Linked DNA regions of Mus musculus: region 1 is linked to region 2. The links are chromatin contacts, called in public HiChIP or PLAC-seq maps. All regions are on one chromosome and are shown on one strand. The core of a region is the stretch at or near the end of the contact, and the rest is flanking DNA. Distances in the headings are between cores, read along the strand shown.

Region 1 (4,824 bases), core at 137-2,636, 240 kb before region 2:
GAGCTGAGTACATAGCACAGCAATGCAGGGAAGCTCCAGCCTCCAGCTGCTGTCCATGTAACCTGAGCAGGTCTTCCTACTCCACAGCGTTAGGAAAGGGATGAGTCACCAACACTGTTTTGAGGTCAAATAGATTTAAGTTTGAGCCCTAATCCTGACAGAAGTTAACTACAATCTTAAGGTTGATCCTCTTAGATGGTGTTTAGAATAGCCCAGAATGTAGTTCAAAGCAGAGACAGTACTGGCAGAGGAGAAGAACACTTCATAAAGAAAGAACATTGGCTGTGCGACAAAGAGGAGGACAACTCTGGGAATTGGGGTTTACTGAAGACTAAGAGGTCACCACATCCACCCAAAGCACTCAGACAAAATCTCTGGAGATGTGGTCAGAAAGCTCTTCCAAGACAAGACTCTTGTCTGCTTCCTTGTCTGCCCTATGCTGAACCAACCAAAACCAACAATAGCGAACAGATACTGAGAAACCCATTGCTACCACCATACCAAGTGCTCTCAGAGACCTGGACATGAATCAGTACCATGTATTCCCTCAGGATGGGTTACAGGAAAGTGAGGAGGGGAAGACTTTCAGGAGGCTATCTAAAAGAAAGAAGACAACTGGCCTCTATTCTAGATGAGTTTTGAGCAAAGAGCTCAGTCCTCAGGGAAAGAGGGCACTTCTGCCAGCCACACCTAGGAGGAAGGGGACAGATGCTTTGAATCTAGGGATCTGAAAGAAAGGTCAAAACCCAAGCCAAAATAAATCACTGAATCTAGGCATCTGTAGCAGGAAATAGCATCATTTAGGACAAGCCTTGGAATGACTATCCCCTACTGTCCTCCCTACTCTTTCTTCTGCTCAGGATACTCCTGAAAGTCCCTCCTTTAGTCTTGGAAATGTTAGGCATTAGGAAGTTCCACTGGAAATAAGTTTTCTTCTAAAAGGGAAATAGAGGCAGGTAGCCAAAAGAGAAGGGAAAAATAGGATGAAATGGAAAAGAAAAGAGAATATAAAGAAAATGAGCCTTCAACTATAGTTTGAGCAGACAGCAGTTAACCACCCAACCTGCTCTGATTAAATGCCTACAGTCTTACCACAAGTTGAGATCCTTGCAACTAGGAACAGTCCTGAGAGCGAGTTCTGGACAATGTTGAGTTGTAGGCAAAGCCCTGTGAGTCCCAGGGTCTCCTGCAAGAAGTAGAAAGGGTTTTCGTGGCTCAAAATTTGGGCCACTGTGCATCAAGTATTCATTAAGCCACATCAAAGACTGAGGGTGGGTTGCTGGGTCTGTACTGAAAGTCCTCAGGAGCCACAACTCAGGAGGGGAGGAAGAGGCTCCCAGCACTGCCCCCTGCTCCCCAGGGGACCAGGTACTTTCCTAAAGAGAATGCATCACTTGGTTCTTCCTGTGCTTTTACTGTAAACTCTTGGTTTATCACCTTGGAGGAAGGACAGAGTAGAGAGACAGAAGCTGGGACAGAGAAAGGCAGATGGTTTGAGTTAAGAAAGAGACACAGTAGTTAAGTAGCCACAGATACTTATACATCCAGAGCTATGAGTGACAGGTCTGTGTGATTGATAGGCAAAGATGAAGGGTTAACTAAAGGAACTTGCTTTCCCATCTGTGATCCAGGAATCCAAGAAGGCAAAAATGAAAAAAAAAAAAAAAAAAAAACAGCCTTCTGATGCTTTTCATTGCACCTTTTGCAGAACACTGGTGTAAACACTTTTCCTGAATCCCTGTAGAAAACAAAGTCGCAGGGTGGGGGAGACTCAGAAACAAGGGAAAAGGTTATAAGTCCTGAGGCCCAAATGTGCTTACAGAACACTGGCAAACTTCGTTGTTATCCATGTACCAAAACAGAATGAAAAGAACAGAAGTCTCCCTTGCTATTTTCCCACCCAGTGGAAGAGACACTTGCGCAGCTCCACCCATTCCCTGGCAGAGTAGGAAATGGGTTGGAAGTGCTTAAGAAAGAAGCCAGTGATCTGATCGTGATGAACAAGCTACAGTGGTAAATCAGCTACGGCATTCTGGTCTTCAGGTGAATGTGTGTTCACGAGAGGAAGAAGTGTCACCATACACAAAGGTGACCGAGATCTCAGTGCTGAGAGACAAAGAGCATGATTCAGGAAAACCAGTTCTGTGACAAGCTGTGGAAAAAAGTTACTTAGAAGACAATGACAACTTGAAATGAAAGTCTAAAACCTAGGAGCCTGACCCTCCAAGCCCAGAGCCCAGGAGGGCTACATAAAAGGCAAGAGGCCCTAACTGCTGGTTGAAACTCTTGGGTCCTGATATGTGAAAACCTTACTGCTTCACTTCCTATTTGTGAGTTTGTGGAGAACCACACCCAAAAAACATGAGCAAAACAGTACTCATCCAATCCATATATTCTAAAACATAAGACTATAGGCAAGTCTAGAGAACAGTGGACCTGCATCACCCCAATAACCATCAACCAGCTTAACCAGTCTTCTAGGTCATTCCTCCAGAGAATGAAAGGTAAAAGACACCAGGGCTCCTCAGAAACATAATTAGAGACAGAGTTTGCATCTGGTACCTTGGTGTTTGTTTGTTTGTTTGTTTGTTTGTTTGTGATGTTAGTTTTCTTTTTGGTTGGTTGGTGGTTTGGATTGGTTTGGTTTGGTTTGGTTTGGTTTGGTTTGGTTTGGTTTGGTTTGGTTTGGTTTGGTTTGGTTTGGTTTGGTTTGGTTTGATTTACTCCCTTCTTGCTTTTACTGGATAGTGAAAGGGTAGGCCATTTCCTCAATTCTGTCTACATGAAAGGCACTCAGGAAGAGACACACAGAACTTTATCTGTGTCTCTAGAGTGCAGTGACTTCTAACTTGAACAAATAAGAGGATGTGATGTCTACTGATCCCCTCAACTGCAGCCTACTGCTGGGCATGGTGGCATGCACTGTAATTGTCGCACTTGGAATCCCAAAGCAAGAGGATCTGGCGGTTAAGGCCATTCTAGGCTCCACAGTGAAGCCTTATTTTAGTAAATAAGTCTCAACTTAGTTTCCTCTCTCTAGTTCCCAGAGTGAGCATGAATAGAGGGATTAGTAACTACACCATGCTCATCTTTCTCATGGGGATGGACTACAGATTTATCTTCATTATCTGCATACAGATAGATGCAGCTCATTCTTCCTGCTGTAAAGAATGCTGTCACGTTTCACTTATTCATTCCTGAGCTTTAATGTTTTCCTAGAGTAGAAACGCAATGCATAATGAACAAAGAAAACTTAGAACTGACCAAAAAAAAAAAAAAAAGGAATTGGTTTTGAAATGCCAGTTATAGGCACAGACCAGTCACTTGGGTTGCAGTGAACAGGTTGGGATAGGTGGAGCAGAAACAAGACAAGAGAGTCTGGGTGGAGATGAAACTGTTCCTGATATGTGAATGGTGGCTAGAAGCTGGGTTCTAAAGGCCAGGTTGCTCTGATTGCAAACACCAAGCTTTCAGTCACGATGTCACAGAGTGTATTGCCAATAAGGCACTTGAGAAGACACCAGGTAAGTCTTTGATAAGGGGGTGGACCTAAAGTACTCGCCAGGCAGCATTCTATTCTGACTTGGAAAATTATGTCACCTATATCATACATTCCACTGAGCTCCTTGCATTACATAAGCAGATTATGGCTTCAGTGGGACTAAGGGAACCAGAAACAGAGTCTTACATTATTGTATTCAGAACACATTCCAGAGACTGAAGGCCTGCAAAGTTCCCCAAGAGAAGGCCTACTTTAAATACGGAATAAAAAGTATGTTTGTTTATGTTGGTAAATTTTCATGCATCAAGCATTAAGTCATTAAGTTAGCACTGGATGATGACACCCTGGGACATTAACATATAGGTAGGTACAGAGAAAACAAAATATTTATATGGAAACTTCCTGACACACCAGTCACTCACTTCCATGCACTTCCGTATAGTTATGCACCCGGTGTGGTTGAGAGTAAATGGGCTCTCCTCATGGGAGACACATAGAGTGTTACAGTGCCCATTCCTTCTCTCCTTTTTTCACAGAAATTATATTATTACTTTTATTTTTACTTGCTTGTTCCTTATTAATAAATATTTGTGTATAAAATGGTGATCTTAATTACATTTTCATCCGAACAAAGTTACCACGTACCTTGACCTATTTCATTGTACATATATACATTCACTTGTTCTTACAGTGTCAGATTGGATCCCTGCTCCTCCTCCAAAGTCTCCCTTCTACTTTTATGTCTTATTTCATATATGTGATATAAATGGCATATATGAAATATATATGCATATATACATATATTTCCATAACTGAGACCAAGCATGTATTTATCGTTGTGAGTCTGACTTGTTTACTTTAACAAGACAGTAAACAACTGCACCCATTTTCCAGCAAAGTATCAGGTCATTCTTGTCTCTTCTGTGGTTGTCTTCTTTCCTTCTTGTTCCCCAGCCTTCTGCCATCTGCAGAGCACCAAATGAATGAAGACCAGGAGGAAATCGTACACCAGTGCTGCTCTGCCCGTCTGGGATGAATCTGTAAATCCACACAGTGAGGCAGAAAGGAACTTGTGCAGGGAGTGTCAATTCTTGCTCTGCTACTGAGCTCCAGTCCCTGTGTCAAATGATTTTAGCTCACGGGACCTGTGAATGGACGCTAGCTGATTTACACCAGTGCTGCTCTGAGCAGTATGTGAGCTCACTAGAAATGGCGTTCAGAACATAAACAGATGCCTGATGCAAAGGTCGAGGATGATACCTGATGCAATAGGTCGAGGATGAGCTCGTCTGTTTACTGCTCTCATTCCTTTCATTTTCCCC
Region 2 (4,903 bases), core at 466-2,965:
GAAGCTTAAGACAATAAAATAAGCGTGAAATAAGAATGCACCTGGCTCCAGTGGTCCAGGCCTGCACACCCTGCTATTTGGAGGGATGAAGCGAGAGAACAGTAGGTTGAAGGCTTAAGTTGCCCAAGCAACTTAGCAAAGCCATCTCAAACTTAAAGAAAGACAAAAAATTGTAAGAGCTGGGAACTGCTCGGTTGCAGACACTTTCCTAGCAGGAGTGACAACCTAGCCTCAGTCCCCAGCACCAACAAAATGAAACAAGAAATTAATATTCCTTCGGCTGTGTTCCTTCCAAAGTACTATATTTAAGAGGATTAAAAAGAGAAGCCAGCGGTGCTGCTCCTCTCTTAGAAAATGCCCTTTAATGACTCAGGGCAACTCCTAGCTCCAGCTGGAAGTCCTCACACTCAACCCTGGAAGTCAGCGAGGTTTAACTGAGCAAACCTTACACTCTCTCGCAGCCTGCATTCCTTCGCTGTAAAGTCGATCCACAGGGAGATTTGAATCAAGCTACGTGTCCAGCCGGACCCCTCCACACAGAAGGCCTCACTCAGTCTTAGCTTCCATGGGGTGGACAGTGTCAAAATCCCAATTACTGAGAAGTTGTGTAAGTGGTGATTTTTTTCCAGAAAAGCCCCCACAGCGTGGCTGGGCACTATTTATGGCTACACCATTTCAAATTTTCTCCTCTGGCTCCTCTGGAGATTCTGAGAGTTTCCTGATATCCTCTAAAAATTCCCATTTGCTACTTAGGTAAGTTAGAGTGGATTCCACTGTCTGCAACGTGGGGCCATTGCTGTCCTTCCTGAGGTCACATTTCACAGACCCTTCACTAAAAAAAAGGAAAGCTTTATGGGAAAGGAGATTGTATGGAGCTACACAGTGAGGCTCCCCCTGAACTCTAATAGGATTTCATGTTCTGCCCTCCTCAGTATATGTGTCAAGGATCTTCTATGGTCAACAGAAGCTCTTTACAAACAATGGCTACCTGATGCAGTCCATGGGAAAAAGGCCCAGCAGGATCCTAGGCAGGTCCTCTCAATTCCCCAAGGTGCTTCAAGGGCGAAATGAAGATATGGCTGCTCCAAGGTATGGTTGAGGAGAAGGTATTTATCGTAGATGTGAGGAAGAGTACAGCCAGAGGCACCTGCAAGAGTCCAGAGCACGGAGAGAAAGCAGTAGACAGAAAACATGGCCAGCAGATTGGACCAGGCCATGGGGTCTAGGAGGGGAGGGCAGAGAACAAGAAAAGAAGACCAAGGACAACAGAACCAATGGAACCTGTGGCTGAAATGCCAGGGTTATATAAGGGAGAAAGCTTGAGAAGGGAAGGGGAGTCTATGGGTTGGAGAGGTTCAGGGTACTAAACAGAGCAAGGAGAGCTAAGAGAAGCCACAGGTAATGGGTGATCCTGGGGGCCAGCATCTGCTTTGTGGTATGCTAACAGGCACCATGGCTAGCCAATTGACCTGAGTTGCTTTGGAACCCGACAATTCCCTGGCCTGGGAAATGGAAGGCTAATACACAACCTAGAAGATGATGTGAGGTTTAACAACAACAACAACAATATTGTGCAGAACTCTGGCCAGCTACAAATCTAAAAACCCACATGGGATCTAGCTCCACCAGGGACTAGATCATGGATTCCTCCCCCAGGGCAGTAAGTGATCTGGCTTCTCAGAGTAGGGCCCAGCCAAAATAGGAGGAATATCACCCTCTGCTGGACAAGCTCTCTAACAACTTCATTGACCTGAGACACAGAAACAGTCTAAAAGAGAGGTCCATGACCAAGGTCACACCAAGAACAAATGTTAGAGCCAGGGCCAGATCTCAGTCTCATGAACCCCTCCACATAGAACACCAAACCTTCCCCTCACTGTGGGGTCCTGCTCACATGCTCCTGACTCCTTGATACAGCTCAAGGACACTATCAGCCATAGCACTGGAGCTAAATTCCAGCCAAAACCGGGTAATTCCCCACCCAGTTGTAACTGGCAAAAAAGTAACCCTTCTTCTCAGCAGAATGTACTGTGTTAGTGTTGTGGTTTTCATACTAACAAACTGCTATAACTATGGCAACTTCTTGGAAACATGGATGCAGTCCCAAGCATAACTGGAGAGTTCTCAGAGAAAGGAATAACAGAGTGCCCAACTTCCCCAGGAACTAGAGAAAGATCCTTGAATTCACACATCGATCTCTGCCCTTGAAGATAAGTCCAAAGGGTTTCAAAGCAAATCCCCTTCATGCACAAGTGAACTACATCAATTGGAACAAAGTTTACTTAAGACATCTGACAGTCCCATTTTGCCATATTAATTAAAGTCAGAGAGATGGGAAATGTGGTGGGTCTTTACAATAGGGACAGAGTGCTCCTTTTGATTTTTTTTTTAATATCTGGTCTCTTCAAACGGAAATCATAGGAAAGAATACATCCCACATGGCAGACGGTAAGCTCTGTCCTCAGGAAAAAACATGGGGTGAGGGGGATGTAAAGTCATCTGTGTGTTTGTTCAACCTGAGTTAATATATTACAATGTTCACAGACACTGAGACATCAGGGCCACAAATATATACAAATCTGTTTTCCATAGCAACAAAGAGAGGGAGGAAGGGAAAAAAGAAGGGAGGATCTTGAGTTGGTCACCAGACGTAGCTTTCTAGATAATGGGGCATCTAGTAGACTCGGTCAGCTTTGCAGGGTTATTGTAAGAGTCTAATTGACTCCATGAGAACACCATGTTCGTGTCATTTACTCCCCTCCCCTCTGTGATGGGTCACAGAATCATTCATCCTCGACAGGAGCCTGGATGTTGGCCTGCTTCAATGATCTACTCTGTTAGCAGGCACTCAACAACACCAGTAGCTAATACTGAGTATTTACAGTAGTGCTCTTTGAAGAGGTTTGCACGGGTTAACGGTCATAAGAACCCTGTGAGGAAGGCTCTCCTCACTGTCCCCAGTTTGCAAGTGAAATAACTTGAGGCTGAGGAACTTAAGTAATCCATTCAAGGTCACACTCATGAATATTTGAACTCAAGCCCACTCAACTGCACATACCCCATTCTTTTTTTCTGTTTATGAGATTATATTATAACTAAAACATTTCTCTCTTCCCTTTCCTCCTTCCAACCCTCCCACATGCCCCTCCCTTCTCTCTTTCAAATGCCGCGTGAATACACTTCTTATAGTCCAGCCAGAGAGTTAAAAAAAAAAAAAAAAAAAAGATCACAGAGGGCTCAGTGTGAGTGTGAGTCCAGGGCTGTGTCCTCACAAATGCACATCAGTCAAAACTTTATGGTTATTGCAGCCATTGATGTCATCGCTCTGCTTCCAACAACAAAGATGTGCGTGCTCCATCAAAGTCCAGTGGAAGGCAGCACTTATCAGGGCCAGGTTTGCTGTCTCTTCACTCTGGAGTGAAGAAAACAGGCTAATTTGTGAGGAGTAGGGAAGTTAGAATAGGGTGTGACTGGACTACTGAGCTCTGCGATAGAATAGGGTGTGACTGGAGTACTGAACTCTGTGATAGAATAGGGTATGACTGGAGTACTGAGCTCTGCGATAGAATAGGGTGTGACTGGAGTACTGAGCTCTGCGATAGAATAGGGTGTAACAGGAGTACTGAGCTCTGCGATAGAATAGGGTGTGACAGGAGTACTGAGCTTTGCTTTAGAATCACTTGTTCTCAGCTTCATTCTCCTTAACTTGGGAAATACAGATAGCAAGATCCACATTGCATGGATTGATACAAAAAATAAACTCAGACTCCTAGCAGAGTGGCCCATGGTGTTTAGTGGGCTTTTAATCCCACTGTGAGGAATGTGGAAACAGGTGGAAAACTGAGGCCCACTAGCCAGATGACCTGTTGTACTTGAAAAGATCCAAGCCATTGAGATGTTGCCTCCCATATCAAGGTGGAATGCACCTGGGTAAATCCCAGGTCTGACAGACCTCCGATCTTCATAGGAACTCACAGAAACACACATACATGAGCACGCACACATGCGAAGAAATAGTAGCGATTCTTGGAGAGTCAGCCTCTTGAATGCAGATTTCCTTTCCTCCTATGCCATCCACAGCAGCAAGGGTAGGAGCAGACCAAGGAGAGGAGGGTACCAACCATGCCCTCAGCACCAGATGGGGAGACATGAGTTGGCTTTGGATCGATGCCCAGTTCTGTTGTTCAGATTTCTTAATGTTGCTGAGTCTCCATTTCTTCCCCATTAATGGAAGGGATACGTCCTTATGTTTTCTACATCCCCACATAGCTTCTTGTCTGGTTAAGAAGCCAGGATACAAACTCTCTAAGATTATGAAACCTAAATAAGAATTTTTAAAAACAGTTCAATGAAAGCTGCAGAGTTAAAGATTCCCAGGACACCTTTATTTTAAGAAATTAATTGCAGGAACTTGTTATTTTGTACAATGAAATATTAGCCTTCTGGAATGCCCTAAGGTTTAATTGTTCCGTACCAAGAAAACAATTCACTTGTTTAATTCGAAGCAAGCAGAATGTTTTCAACCACACATTACACGTGTGCACCTTCCTTACAGTTTTAAAAACGTTAGCAAGAGTCACAGCTGCTTCCCAGAGGAGTGTATGTGAGAATAGCCTAAGTAATATTGTCGAGAATACACAGAGAAACTAAGCGCCTACTACCAGACACTAAACACACACCGTGCGACATTTACACAGTGGACTACCGTTTGGCAGAGGAAATGAAATATAACTATAGCAACAGGAATAAACCCTAGGAGTGCGGGTGGAAAGGAACTTACAAAATGGTTGTGTAAGCACACCGCTGTGATGAAGGTCAAAGGCAAGCTCCATAAGTCGGAAGTTGCTTGTGGGGCGCGAAGAGAAGGAAGAACGGCTGTTTCATGTTTTTGAGACAGAGTCCT

The links. HiChIP or PLAC-seq counts read pairs in DNA pulled down with a chosen protein or histone mark.
Region 1: a contact with region 2 is called in a BATF HiChIP or PLAC-seq map of CD8 T cells, with 7 read pairs. The contact joins two enhancer-like sites. A contact is called at or near these places in 3 of 15 datasets of contacts at CTCF or cohesin (CD8 T cells and the NIH/3T3 cell line), 13 of 484 Hi-C or Micro-C datasets (CD8 T cells, the CH12 cell line, the HPC-7 cell line and 9 more), 8 of 115 datasets of contacts at active chromatin or transcription factors (CD8 T cells, the NIH/3T3 cell line, Th17 cells and 5 more) and 1 of 9 other capture datasets (macrophages).

Annotation. Positions count from the first base shown.
Region 1 is chr4:63,924,928-63,929,751 of GRCm38.p6, reverse strand. No RefSeq gene overlaps it. Among named protein-coding and RNA genes, the nearest start is that of 8030451A03Rik, 57 kb to the left of the region's middle. Within about 2 kb of position 1,386, at least 10 of the 459 cell types and tissues checked have an H3K27ac peak or open chromatin away from gene starts, as enhancers often do. A contact at or near this core is called in CD8 T cells and the CH12 cell line, where this site is marked.
Region 2 is chr4:63,683,168-63,688,070 of GRCm38.p6, reverse strand. No RefSeq gene overlaps it. Among named protein-coding and RNA genes, the nearest start is that of Gm42294, 11 kb to the left of the region's middle. Within about 2 kb of position 1,715, at least 15 of the 459 cell types and tissues checked have an H3K27ac peak or open chromatin away from gene starts, as enhancers often do. A contact at or near this core is called in CD8 T cells and the CH12 cell line, where this site is marked.